Linked DNA regions of Columba livia: region 1 is linked to region 2. The links are chromatin contacts, called in public Hi-C maps. All regions are on one chromosome and are shown on one strand. The core of a region is the stretch at or near the end of the contact, and the rest is flanking DNA. Distances in the headings are between cores, read along the strand shown. Region 1 holds the start of PDE3B (phosphodiesterase 3B). Region 2 overlaps PDE3B (phosphodiesterase 3B).

Evidence for each region. A called contact is a pair of places that touch in the nucleus more often than the background predicts.
Region 1: a contact with region 2 is called in a Hi-C map of crop, with 2.5 times the contacts expected there. The contact joins the promoter of PDE3B here to the enhancer-like site in region 2. A contact is called at or near these places in 2 of 2 Hi-C or Micro-C datasets (crop and liver).

The regions. Positions count from the first base shown.
Region 1 is chr5:56,161,379-56,168,039 of bColLiv1.pat.W.v2, reverse strand. PDE3B (phosphodiesterase 3B) reads left to right here and starts at 1,656. Exons shown (of 15, transcript XM_065065269.1): 1 at 1,656-3,585. The coding sequence starts at 2,554.
Region 2 is chr5:56,105,717-56,112,526 of bColLiv1.pat.W.v2, reverse strand. All of the region lies in intron 1 of PDE3B (phosphodiesterase 3B), which reads left to right. Among named protein-coding and RNA genes, the nearest start is that of PDE3B, 57 kb to the left of the region's middle. Within about 2 kb of position 2,621, at least 3 of the 3 cell types and tissues checked have an H3K27ac peak away from gene starts, as active enhancers do.

The sequences.
Region 1 (6,661 bases), core at 407-2,906, 56 kb before region 2:
TAGATGTTAACAGTCAGAAAACAGATCCTGGAATCTATGCAGTTAATGCTATGACAACAGTGTTCAATGTTTGTTGAATGTTTAACAAAACAACATTCAACATTGCTCAGTTTATGTTTTGTCACTTCCCTAATAAAGCAAACCAAATAAATGGCAAGAATTATAAGGAAAGGACTGAATAATGACATGAAAGCCATTATTTGGACTGCTTGTGTCTTGACTACTGTGTGTAACTCCTGGTCTCCTCATCTCCAAAAGCATATAGTAGTGTTCAAAAAATAAATGATGAGTTGAAGAGAAAAGGTGACCAGAGAGCAACCGTTCATTGTTTCTACCAAAATGAGAAGAAGAGAAACTAAGACAGATAGGAAACTTTAAAAAAAAACCAAAACCACATTTGACACAATGCACAGTCAAGTTGCATTGATCAAGGACCTGCAGATGCCCAAAGCCTACGTGGTCTTAAAAAAAACATATGATTGTGCAAATTTGTGAGATAAAAATCTATTGGGAACAGTTAAAAACAAGATACCACTTCTGATTCAGAAAGTGCTAAAGCCACAGACAGTGACAGTCAGGGATCATATGATGCCCTATCTCTGTCATCTTCCTTAGGGACTTTCTAGTGCTCACTGTTACAGACACATATACTCAAATATGATGTTTTAACAAAGACTACACTATCTAATTGTTTCTGAAATGCATTTATTTATAGCTGAATTCAAGGGAATTGAACAATAAAGGATAGGCATAATAGGAAGATACATCTTAGCCTTGAAAACATTTACGTAGACACTTGATTGTGGTCCAGTTGACATAATTAATATATGAAATACATGTAAGAATATAACCCCCAAAGGAACTTCACATTTTCTCATTTGAAAACTTTTTAACGCATTTTTTTACCATCATACTGGTCCTAGTGTACCAAGCCGGGAGAGAATTTATCTTGCTTTTTTTTGGTAAGAGTGTAGGTGTACCACGGTATTAAAATTCCATCAATTTCATCTGCCTCTTGAAAAACAAATCATTACTTATTTCCACCTTCCTATGCACAATCATTGCGTATTGTATTTTCCGTTAGAAATCATGCTGGACGATTTCTGCACATTGTGAACTTTCAGGCCCGTGTCCTGCAGCAGCACTTCCTGCTACATCAGCTTCCCCAAAGCAGCTGCTGCTCCAGTGTATTCAAAAGCAGCAAATCACAAGCAATGGCACCAAGTCATTTCAATAATTCCCTGTTTCAATAAGCAAGCAAAAAGTGCAATCACCGACTTACCTGATCTGATTTCTAAACCAATTTAAGAAAAGCAGTACAGTATTATGTGGAAACATGGCTCAAATGACATTTAAGTAACAAGGAAAAGATGCACAGTTAAAATTAAAATTTCAAAAGTACTAAACAGTTACTCTTCCAGAAACAAACAAACAGGATGAACTGAGCAAAAGCATTACTCAAAATCCCATTAGGTGCCTATTTTCACTTACAGCAGCCTCAACACTTTAAAAAGTCTGGTCCAAAATGATTACTTTGATCAATTCCAAAGGGATTAGTTGTTCAAAGCCTCAAACCTAATCGAGCAATGCAGTCTAATTTGAAATTTAGTTAACAAAGACTGAAAATGTGTAGAAAGATACTCTAATCCATACTTACTTTTCAAGTGTTTAAAAAAAAAAAAAATAAAGGTCCTTAAAGGGAAAACACCTCGATACTCTTTGTGTGCTTTAAAGCCCGTACTAGCAACTTTTTCGTGGTGTCTCAAGACAAAAAGACAAGCCAGGAAAGTTGAAGCAGCTCAGCGTTTCTGTCCGTTCCGCGGCTGCGGCGCGGGGCCGAGGCCGGTTCCGCCCGCCCGGGCTCGCCGGGCCCGGCTCGCTCCCCACACGCTCCCCGCGTGGGCGGCTGGCTGCCGCGCGGGACCTACATGGCTTTGAGAAAGAGCTGCGTGGTACACACGGACGGCGCGGCTCCCCGGGGCCCGGCCGCGCTGGATCGCTCCGCTGGCCGCGGCGAGCGCCGCTCGGGGTGCCCGGGCCCCGCCTGTCGCCGCGGGGCGCTGGGAAGCGGCCGGTGGCTCGCGACGGGCGCGCCTCCCCCCGCCCCCGCTCCTCGTGCGGCCGTTAGCGCGTGGCAGTTAGCGCTGCAACCGCTCCCGGGGCGCGTGCCGCCGCAGGCGTTTCCGCGCGCGCCGTGTGCAGCGGCGTGAGGAAAAGCGGGCGGGCGGGCGGGCGGCGGCCGTTCCCGCCTCACTCCCACCGCCGCCGGGGCTCCGCCAGCGGCCGCTGCTGCCTGTCAGCGCTGGGAGGCGACAGCGAGTCCCTGCCGCTGGATCCGTCCGGGGAAAGCGAACGAGCGAGCGAGACTTCTACCTTTTTTTCTTTATTTCCCCGTCTTTGCCACCATGCTGCGGACGCCGCTGCCCGACAAGGAGAAGCGGCGGCTCAGCCCGGCGCCTTTCTCTTGAGGAGATGAGGGAGGCGAGGCCGGGCCGGAGCTAGCGCGACCCGCGCGTCTCCCTCGTCCTCCCCCCTCCCGCGCCTCCGACCACCATGAGGGAAGAGAGAGAAGCCGCCGCGGCCGCCTCCCCCACCGGACCCAGCAAAGCCCCGCAGCGCTGCCAGCACCCGGACGGGAGCGGGGCGTTTGCCCCCCTGGCGCTCCCCGGCGGCGGCGGCAGCAGCCCGGAGAGCCTGCGGAACGGCTACGTGAAGAGCTGCGCGACCCCCCTGAGGCAGGACCCTCCGAAGAGCTTCCTCTCTCTCCTGCTGTTCCCGACCGCCGCCTCCTCGTCCTCCTCCCGGGCTCTGCTCAGTCTGGGCGCCCTGGCCGCCCTTGTCCTCTCGCTCCTGGCCTTTCACGGCCGGGGCAGCGCCGGGGGCCAGCAGGACGGGAGCAGCTGGCGGAGCCTCCGGCCGCTGAACGCCTTGCTGTGCCTGTCCCGCTGCCTCAGCCCCCTTTTCAGCATCGCCTGTGCCTTCTTCTTCCTCACCTGCTACCTGACCGGCGACAGGCGCGGGGAGCCCGGCGGCGGCACGACCCGCTGGTGGCTGCTGGCGCTTCCCGTGTGCTGCTACTTGGGGGACTTCGTGGTGCTGCAGTGGCTGCTGCCCGCGGAGGGGCACGAAGACGAATCCCAGCACCCCGCCGAGCCGCAGATGGTCCTAGGCAGGCTCCTGACAGTGCTGGGCTCGGTGGCAGCGCTGACCCTGCTGCAGAGCTCGCTGAAGTTGCGCCGGAGACTCCTCGTTTTGGTCTTCTCCAGCCTGGTGTGGCTCGCGTCGCTCACCAGCCTTCACTCGCTGCCCCCAGCCCTCCGACCGCTGCTGGCCGGCTCGGTCGGGGTGGCAGGCTGCCTCCTGGCACTCTGCGTCGGGGAGCACGGCATCTTCTCGGCTCAGAGCCGAGAAGCGCACTACCAGCATCATCACCACCCTCGGCTCCCCAGCGTGGAGGAAAAAGTGCCTGTGATCAGACCCAGGAGGAGATCTAGCTGCGTTTCCTTAGGGGAAACTTCGGCCAGCTACCATGGCAGCTGCAAAATGTTTAGGAGACCCTCGTTGCCTTGCATTTCCAGAGAGCAGGTAGGTTTCTCCGAAACTGGAGGGAGAAACTTTCTGAGGAATGAGCGCCACTCGCTTTTCCGAACTGCGGTGTATGTCTGTGCTGGATGTCTGCTGTCAAACTCCAGTTAGAGGAATGGAGGAAAATGTTAGTCCCGTAGCGAGTTTCTCAACTCGGTTCTGCAGAATCGATTTAATCCTTTACGTCTGCAGAGAAGCTAAATCATTATAATGTGTTTTCTGTAGGATAGAAGGCTCGTTCGCTTTTCATACGATCTTAAATATTAAAAAGTAGTTCTTATTGGTTAAAACAAAACCCCAAAACACACATCTTCAGCTGTGAGCTACCTTGTTATTTTGTTTGTTTCTTTTCCAAAGCCCACCACCTCCTCCAGTTCTGGCAGAATTAACAAGAGAAAGAAAGTACAACTTTCTAGCTGCTTGGCACTTCTGATTCTTACAGCTTTCTATCGACCAAGCGATTGCCAAAGTGCTAAGGAAATACCAGGTTTTGAAGGATGTTATTTATCAAATGTTGGCGTTGTTTGAGTGGCAGCTGTCTTTCTGCCTTGCAGGTTACCGTCTCTTGTTTCTCTCTCACCCTCTCAGCCTCTCTTCCTCGCTCCACATAAGTTAGCATTAGGTTTGGGTTGATGGGATTTTGAAACTTCTTTTTACTGAAGAGAGAGCTGTTCAGCAGAGTCTGGAGGGATGCCCGAAACGCTCAGTTTTCTTGAATGGAACTCTGTTGGTTTCTACCTCCCGGAAAACTTTTCAATGAGTCTTGGTGGTTTTTTTGTAGCACAGATCCCTGTGTGTGGGGAAGTTTGTTTTTATTTGGGAACTTGCACGTGAACTGTAGGAACATTGAGTTGTGTTGCTGGTGGAACTGGCCTGAGGCTGCTGCAAGTGGGTTATCAGCCCGTTACAAGAGGGAGACTAAGGGGACTATATTTCATAAACGTGCAAGTGAACAGTTTCTGGGAAGTGATTGTTGCTGTAGAATCCCCCGTGTACTACTGTTGTCTCTGAAATGCATAGATATTACATGAAATTTTCTAATTTTGCTTTGACGTGTATTCTGTAATGCACTTCTTGTGACTGACTGTAAAATAAGCCTGAGGAAATACGAGGTGAATCTGAAACGGTGTAGCAGTTTTTGAGCGTTCCTTTCCCTGAATTTGCACAATAGAACAATACAGCAGTAATTGTTATTGCATAAAAACTTAAAATGCAAGGATGCTGCAACAGGCGTCAGAAATAACTTGTTCACTAAGTTTCAAATTATCTTACGCATACTATGAAATAAACATTAAAATATTTTATTAGCAGTTATGATTTGTAGGGAATATTGTATAATTTACTTTCTCTGTTCTCTTCTGAATAGTTAATGCTCTCTTTTTCTATCGCATTTGTCTGCAGTACAAAAACCTCAGAAAATGTGGTTTCATTAACCTTTCTAGATGACAGAAGATATTTGTTCTTATACAAGTTACTAAATGCTTCCTTTGATATTCGGCTCAATTCCTAAAGGCATGCGCATATTTCAAGTTAAGGCATTTATTATTCTTTAAGTAACATCATAAATGTCAACCATAACTAAATACATAGAATTTATTGGCAGTAGTTAAATCATACGTGTTCATAATAAAATGTAACTGGTAGACTTCCAGAATTTGATATCTTTTTTATCACTGGAAGTGAACAGAAACAACAAAGAGATCTGACGTTCTTTGTTTTCCTAATAGTCTATTATGCTTTACAATAAATATTTGTGCTTTATTAAGCACAGTTTAATGGAATTCATAGATATATGTTTGGTGCAGTATTTTATGTGTGACTTTATAAGGATAACACAGGTTAAATCCTCTGATCCGTCAGACTTGAAGAGAGATCAGACAATGCAGAGCTGATAAAACATCATTTGGGTGTGGGAGAGTGGGAGGTAGTAAGCCCATAATGTGTGACTTTATTTGAATAAACATTACAAGGTTTTTATATTGCTTCCTTGAAACTGAAGGAACGTGTGCACTTAATGCTTTTCAGAGAGCGTTTATTATGTGAATTTTCTTTAAAGACTGATGGCATGTTTTGCAGATTTTTGTAAAATAATACAAAGATTCTCTTCCAATATTAATGAGTGAGTGTAATAAGCATTGTTGGGAAGTTCAGTGGAGTACAAAGAATGTGCTGCAGGTCCACCAAGACAGGAATAGTTTGATGAACAGCTAAGTTGCTGTTGTGATTTTATTAGAAGTATTTTGTATGATTGTTAAGGAGCCTCTTGTATATAGAGGTTTGTACAAACCTCTGCAAGCAGGGGCATATAAAAACAAAAAAGGCAGATGTATCAAGTCATCGAATACCAGGTTGCAAGGCACCACAAGGATCATCTTGGCAAAAGCACAGTCTAGATAAGGTTGCCCAGCACCTGGTCCAGCTCAATCTTAAAAGTTTCCAGTCTTGGGGAATCTACCACTTCCCTGGGCAGTTTATTCGAATGGATGATTATTATTATTGTGAAAAATTTTCCTCTTCTGTAGACTTTAGCTACTCTTTGAGGAAAATAGGGAATGCCAATATTGACCTTAAGTTTTCAGTTACCTGTTGATTTGAAATTAAGCCCAACTCTCTGTGTTGTTAAATATCAGAGAAAAAAAAATTATTGAGTTGGCTGCTCTTTCCATTCATAAGCTCAAGCCAACAATTCCAAGGGGTCTCTGCATGGGGAGTGAGGGAACAGGTATGTGCAACAAGTAGTGTGTGCACACTGGACTTGGATGTAGCTATCACTGTTTGCTGGGGCAGAAGTGGAAAGAGGGCCTGTGAGCACAATCCTGTAAATGTTTTCTAATTTGAGCAATCCTTATAGCAAATATTTAGATTATTGCTTTCTGTACTTGAACAGGTATGGCAACTATAATGTTGGAAGGCTGATAAAATTAGATTACCTTTATTCTTTTTATATGAGTATCTATGTTTACTTTAGCCTCCAAAGTTTACAAATTCATACTGTGTGTGGTTTTTCCGCAGTACATATGGCTAGCAATGTAGTTTTAGCCAAGAGGAAAGAGTATTGAATAGATTGTATCTTTAA
Region 2 (6,810 bases), core at 1,372-3,871:
AAAAATAATGGTGTTCCCCAAGGAAAAGTTATTTTGCATGCTTTTATAATATTTGATGGATTTATTGGGCATGCTACACAGCAACTTTATTGTAAATAATACTTGTCCCAAATGACAAATTATATTCTCACTGCCGATGTTGTACTCTGTAGGCATTTGTGTAATTTTCACTATTGTGATGATTTTGCTAAAAATGTCTTGCAGTTTGGAATAACATCCCAATACTTTTCTGCTTGTATAGAGAAGGCTGGTGAGCTATTCTTATTATCACACAGTCACTAGAAGAAACCCGACTCATCTTGACCTCCTTCTTTTGTGTTAGTATCTCCATTGGAGTCATGCTATCAAAATGGAAGAAAAAAAAAATTGTGTTGTCTGGGTATTTTTAAGATCAATTCAACCTGATATATGACAAGGTTTGATTTTTTTTTTTTTGGGGGGTGGGGGAGTATCACTCATCAAAATAATAGGAAAACCTATTATAGAAACAGAAGTCAGTAAGTTACATAGAATAAGGAAGAAGCCATCTTCACTATTTTTTACAAATATCTTTAATGCTATTATTTCTTACACCTATGTTCAGAAAACTTTGCAATAAGAATGTTGTATGTAACTGTAACTTGTGCTCTGTGAACATGGTAGCAAAGTGGCTTTGAGAGTAAGTCAAAACATTAGAGTGAAAATGGGCCTTTGGATATGATTTTCCATTACCTTTGTGTATAGTAGGTTATACAGTTATGTCTTCAAGTGTGGGAGAGTCCTGTGATAGTTTGAACAGCGGAATGGAACATAATTAATGAAAACGACGATTAAAAAAAGATTCTGTAGTTTTAGAGATACTGATTGTGGGACAAAGATGATTTTTCTTTCCTGGAAGTGTACCTTTAGCTGGCATATTAGCTGATTGTGAAATTCACCTGATGTCTACATCAAGTGAATCAATTTCAGGAGGATGTGCTTTTAAATGTTATAAAAAACATAGCACTTCACAACAACTTCTATAGTTTTAGGGTGCTGGGGTTTCTTTTTCCTTCTTTTAACTGAAATCTGAGCTTGTTCATCCCTCAGTCTTTTCATAGAGAAATTTTTCACAAGATTAGTAACTGGTAACAACGGCCAGAGGCATCTGACTGCGGACTCTTTTCCTAGACAGATGAGTTTATCATAAGACAAGTGGAATGGTGCACATGGCTCTCCCCGTACTGCTAGTGGAGATTCCTCTGTTTGCTTTGCACAGCTGTCTAGGCAAGACTTGCCATTTGGGGGACAAAGTGAATCTCCCCATGTAGTTTTATTTAATGTAGTTATCATCTAATGGACAGCAAGTGGGAAGGCATCATTGTTCTTTTGTTTAGAACAGCATCACAACATTACTACATGGGGAAAAAAATTCTGTGTTCTTTCAAATCTGCTGCCATTTGAGGTTTTTCTCAGCTGCTTATGAAACTGCCAACTAAAGTACTACTTAACGTGAATACAGAAGAGGAAAGTAAATTGGCACTTTCTGTAGAATGGAGCAATTTGCATTCCCTTTTTCTTCTCTGTTTCTGACAGCAATCTGTAATACATTCTTCAGAGTTCCAATATTTTTTCCCCCAAGAGATCTCATCTTGTATTTCCTGGCACTTCAACCAGAAACTTGTCCATTAAGATATTTTTATTATTTAATACTGATTTAACTTTCACTAACACAATTGCTCTTGTAATCAGGCTCATAACTATACTCTCTCATCTGTTTTTAAATTATTGCTTTTAATTCTCTAGCTTGAGCAACTGAGAATTGAGGCAGTTCAATCCCCATGTATAACTTCCAACAACAGCACTGCAGCAATATTTGCTTTCCTTTATGACATTATGTCTTCTTTGGCTTCTTGACCATTTTCTTTCATCTTACTTCCCTAACTTCAGTCATTATCTTTCTTGATTGGATAAGTTATTGAAAGAAAACAACACTGACTTGTGTAAAGCTTGTTCCTTGTGGTTATTTTGTAAATAAAAATCCTTAAGGCAATCAAATGAAAAATGGCCATGTTTAGTGAATTGGAGGTTTTGTTATGCTGAAGGTGCTGTGTCTCTGAAGGAACTATCCCGGGGGATTTGAAAGTATGGCCTCGTAGTCTGAAAAAAACTGTGTCTTGTGACTGAAGTTAGCTGGAGAACCACTATAAGCTTTTGAAAAACTGTTCAGTGAGTAGACTGCATGACAGTGTTGCTGATTGTTTACTTCCTCACTGTATGAATTTGGTGCTGACAGATTCAGAATGAAAGGGAACTTTGCATAATCTCTATTTAATTTGTGAACTGCCTTTGTATATGATATTCGATCTGTAATAAGTTTACATGGATTATGAGAAGATGATCAGAGAAATGCAAAGGTGAAAAATCTATTGACCTTTGTAATATACGACATACAATATATGGTTTTCTTGAGCTGTGTTGCTGAGGCTGAAAGAATATTCTGAGAACTAGCACTGTTTGCTTAAGAATATTCTTATCTTGAAGTGGCTGCTGTTGTCAGTGGCAAGATACTGGACTAGATGATCATTTGGTCTAATTCACTTGATATGAACCATTCTTGCATTCATATTAATTTTGGCTGAGTTGTACAGTTTAATTTTGTGCTGCTCGTTTCAGAGGGAGACGTGGGGAGAGAGAAGCAATCTAAATCAATAGAAGGGAAAATTGTTTCATCTCTAGTAAGTGGGTTTAGTTACTGCTTTAAGAATATATCAGCCTACAGTAAAATGCTTCAGCTCATCCTTCTATTGCAGAAAGATAAAATTTAAGCTTGCTCTCTCCATCTGTTCCAGCACCAAAGATTAACAGTGTGTCAACACCAAAGGAAATGCTTTTACTATAAATAATTGTAAAATAATGCCAATAGGTGAATGTGAAAAGGATGTTTTGGGAGCAATTTCTGAATTTTGCTTTTTGTGAAATAGACACAACATTTAAAAATGGTTTTAGGTTTTGGATGACAGTAGAAGTAGCACAGAGAGCTGGGATACCGAAGCAACTGTATTGGATCAGAGCAGTAATCCACCTAGCACTCTTTCTTTCCTTTGATGGTGATTACAACCACATGCTCTAAAGGAAAATGCTTATAATGGGCAATTAAAGGATCTGCACATGGCAGGTTTTTTTTCCTCTGCCCTCCCTCCCCCAGTTGCCATAAATTACTGGTTGGCCTTTACTCTGACACATAAGTCTGACAAAACCTAGAAGGAACAGGAAATGACCTAAGTGTGGTTTTAGCCAGTTTTTTTTTTCATTACCTGCATAAGAAGAAAAAAATCCCCTACTTTCCCTTAACAGACAAAAACACCTTTTAGAACCCATTTGAATAATTTGAAGATGTTAATAAATATTAAAAGGTAGATCGGAGCAAACATAGCAAGCAAGAAGAAAACTGAAAACTCTCTACAGCAGACAAAGTAGAAGCTGACCTGCTGATACTCCTGGCTACAAAAGCAGAAGTAAAGCAAAAACCCAACCAAATAAAAAAATACTTTTCTGCTTGCAGGAGGAAGATTAATATGCCTGCTGAAGGCTTTTTTGAAACTTTAGCGTAACAGTGGAGCATTTTTGCTCTGTTTTTCTATCTGTGCTGACAACGAAGTTACTGGAAACTGTAACTGAACAGGTGAAGACTATAAAGAGACTTGTTAAAGTTTACTCAGCTGCAGGTGTTGTCCAATTGTATTTGCAGGGAAGATGAGCATACTGTGGAGTCTGGTGAAAATATTATGCTGACCAGACACCTGTATGTTCCAGTGTTGTTCTTATGTGTCCAGCCAAATATGTTGCAGATACTCTTCAATGCTCATAGTAGAATTTACTAAAGCAAGTGAGTAGAAGTGAGTCTTTTTCCACTGAAGGAAGACTTTAGACTTCTTAAAAAGTGAAGACAGCACCTTTTATGAAAGAGCTTAGTAGAATCAATGGCAGAGTCTAGGATAGGGGATCTGACTTATTCCTTCAGTATGTGTATCCAAACCTCAGAACCATGAAAGCACACTCAGCTTCTGTTCAAAGATTGTGGCTATCTGCAGACTTCACAACTTATTTACCATTTTACAGCCGTGGATAAGTAATGTATAGAGTCAGGAAGTGATAAGTGTTAGGATTCCAAAAATATTCTAGTTTTTTCCTGTCCCATTTATATTCATGGGAAGGTTTAGTGGATGTAGAAATATTATCATGACTCTAAATGCCTTAAGTATAATATTGAATGCTATTCCAAGTGCTGTATTTTGTCTTGATTTCAATAATCTGCTCAAGTGGCTGTTGGTTTAGCCTGCAAGGTTTCACAACAGAATGTTGTCTGTGTTATCTAGATAATGCCACCCCTACTTTGAGACTAATTCTTTGGTTGCTTCACCTTTAGTCTCATCTTGAATCCAGTTTAACTGCTTAAAAACATACTGTTTTTCAAAAACTACCTTTTCTATATAGAGAGGGAAAAAATCCAAATAAATAAAACAAGACTTCCAGGTTTGCATACTGCTGTGTTTGTTTTTGTATCATTAAATTACATGGGTTTAAAAAGCTAATTGATTGTAAGTTGCTACGGAAGACCGATTTAGAAGCGGAAACAATGAATCTAGCATAAGTCTTGATTGAAAGGCAGTCATGAAAAGAAATGAGTATGTAACGTTTTTCATATTTTACAATAAATCAGTTTTTCATCTGGTTGTAGAATTTCACTTTTGAATGAAGTGATTTTTTAGAGAGTTGATTTCTGAATCAAGTTGCTATGGTGTTGGTTTCATTGTTTGGCTAATTCTATGCTTGGTTGCTATGGAAATATTTATTTACGGAGCTAATGCCTAATGGTGTCAAACAGATGCTACTAGCAACTAGGAATCTTTTAGATTTGATCAATGAAAGACTCAGTCAGAAGTAGCAACTCACTTTTGTACCGTTTTTCTCTCAAGATTTTGGAGCATGGAACATGAATGGGTGGTGTCAAAGAGGGCAAGTTTTCTTTTCTTAACAAACATTAATGCGCACAGTGAATCTCCTGAACAGTATCATAATTGAAACTAAAACTTCCCACTGACCTAGCTTAGGCAATCAAACCGCAGTGTTACAAATCTTAACACTGTGAACGGCCTTAGATGTGCGCATTTCAGCTTGGGGTATGAGACGTATATTATATTCCAGTTTTAAAATAGATTTTTAGATTTCTAAGCTCTGAAACTTTTTTTTTGGTAGCTGTGTATTTTAAATCTCTACTGAAGTATTAATATGGTCCTTAGTATAACTTTGCACAAACACAAGGAATTATTGAGTAGCTAAGATAATATGATTTTCTGTTTTGTAAGTTAAATTATTTTGAAAATATCATTACACGGATATCTAGCCAAATATAGTTAGTCGAGCATTACAGTGTTTTTAAAAGAAATCTAAAAGTGCGTAGTGTACTTTTGCAATAATTTTGGTGGTTTGTAACTTGAGGAAAGTAAAACCCATAGGCTTTTATTGCAGTCAAACCTGTAGAAGTTTAAAATACTCCTCCAACATGACTTTAACCAAATGGCACTCGTGCAAAGAAAATCCAAAAGAACTCCACTATCCATGGCATCAACTTGTTTCTGAAAGACACATCTGTGACAGGCCCCGGAAGCACTGGCTGCACCATGATAGAAAACACAACTTTTAGACAGAAAAATCATTAAAAAGAAAACAAAAAACCCTGAACCTCTGCCAGTTTTCATTGACTGTCTTCTCCCATTTCTCATCTGTTTTGAGTTTATTTAGACTGTAAGCTTCTCAGATGGATGCTTTTTTCTTTTTCTTTGTAAAAATTAGTATTGCTTGTTCCTATTGCTGTTTGAACTTTAAGCTAAATTAGAGAAGATCTTTATTACTGTTACCTTTTGTTCTTTTTTAAACAAATGTTTCTCATATTGCTGACAACATGTGCATTGCAAAAGTGCCATCCTTATGTTTTGGTAGTTCATGGGTTAATATTCAACAATCAAGGCCTTTGCCTCTTTTTCAGTGAATAGATGGATTGCGAACAATGTCGGATAAGTTGATTCTGAAATTCTTGTGTTCAAATTGTGTGGCAGTTCGTCTGGAGTATATGAAATACTGTTTTCATTGTTTGAGAAAATATAAACAAAGGTTAATATTGATTACTACTGTCGATTTTCCTGCATATTTCCAGTAAGTAATATGTGTTTAAAATCTCCTTAGATTTAACTGAACATTCATCAATCTAAATACAGTGTTCATTCTTCAGAATAGCAAGTCTGTGGAGAATTTGTTGAGCTTTAACAACTTTTTTAGCCTTAAAATAAGTATTTCCAGTGATTTAAATTCTCTCTGTTGATACTCCTAGCCTGTTTTGAGTGACGTGTTTCAATTTGACCTAAACCCATCACTGGCTGATGGCGGCCAAATTGGAAAAGGTCACTTGTACTTAAAGGGTTTTTGTAAACTGGTTTGTCTTCTTTTAATTGGGTTGAAATGTATTTCACAGGCTAAATGGATTCAACTGGTATAAGTAAACGTAATACAGTCCATGACTATTAAAGAACAAGGCATAGTACTGCGTTATGTGTGGTTTTGTTTTGGTTTGGATTAGGCAATTACATAAAATGAGGAAGGTCTGATCATTGCTCTTTGGATGGACCAGGAGAGTCAGGGGTTAGAGTCAGGCCGTTGTGAGAAGTTCTCCTTCAACCTAACTGGTACTTTGATATATGTGGTTATGGGGGGAGGGCTATATATTTCTCACCATTTGGGAGTTCATTTACATCAGATGCAGTGTTATTTTCAGAGGAGCTCCCAGCCACATGA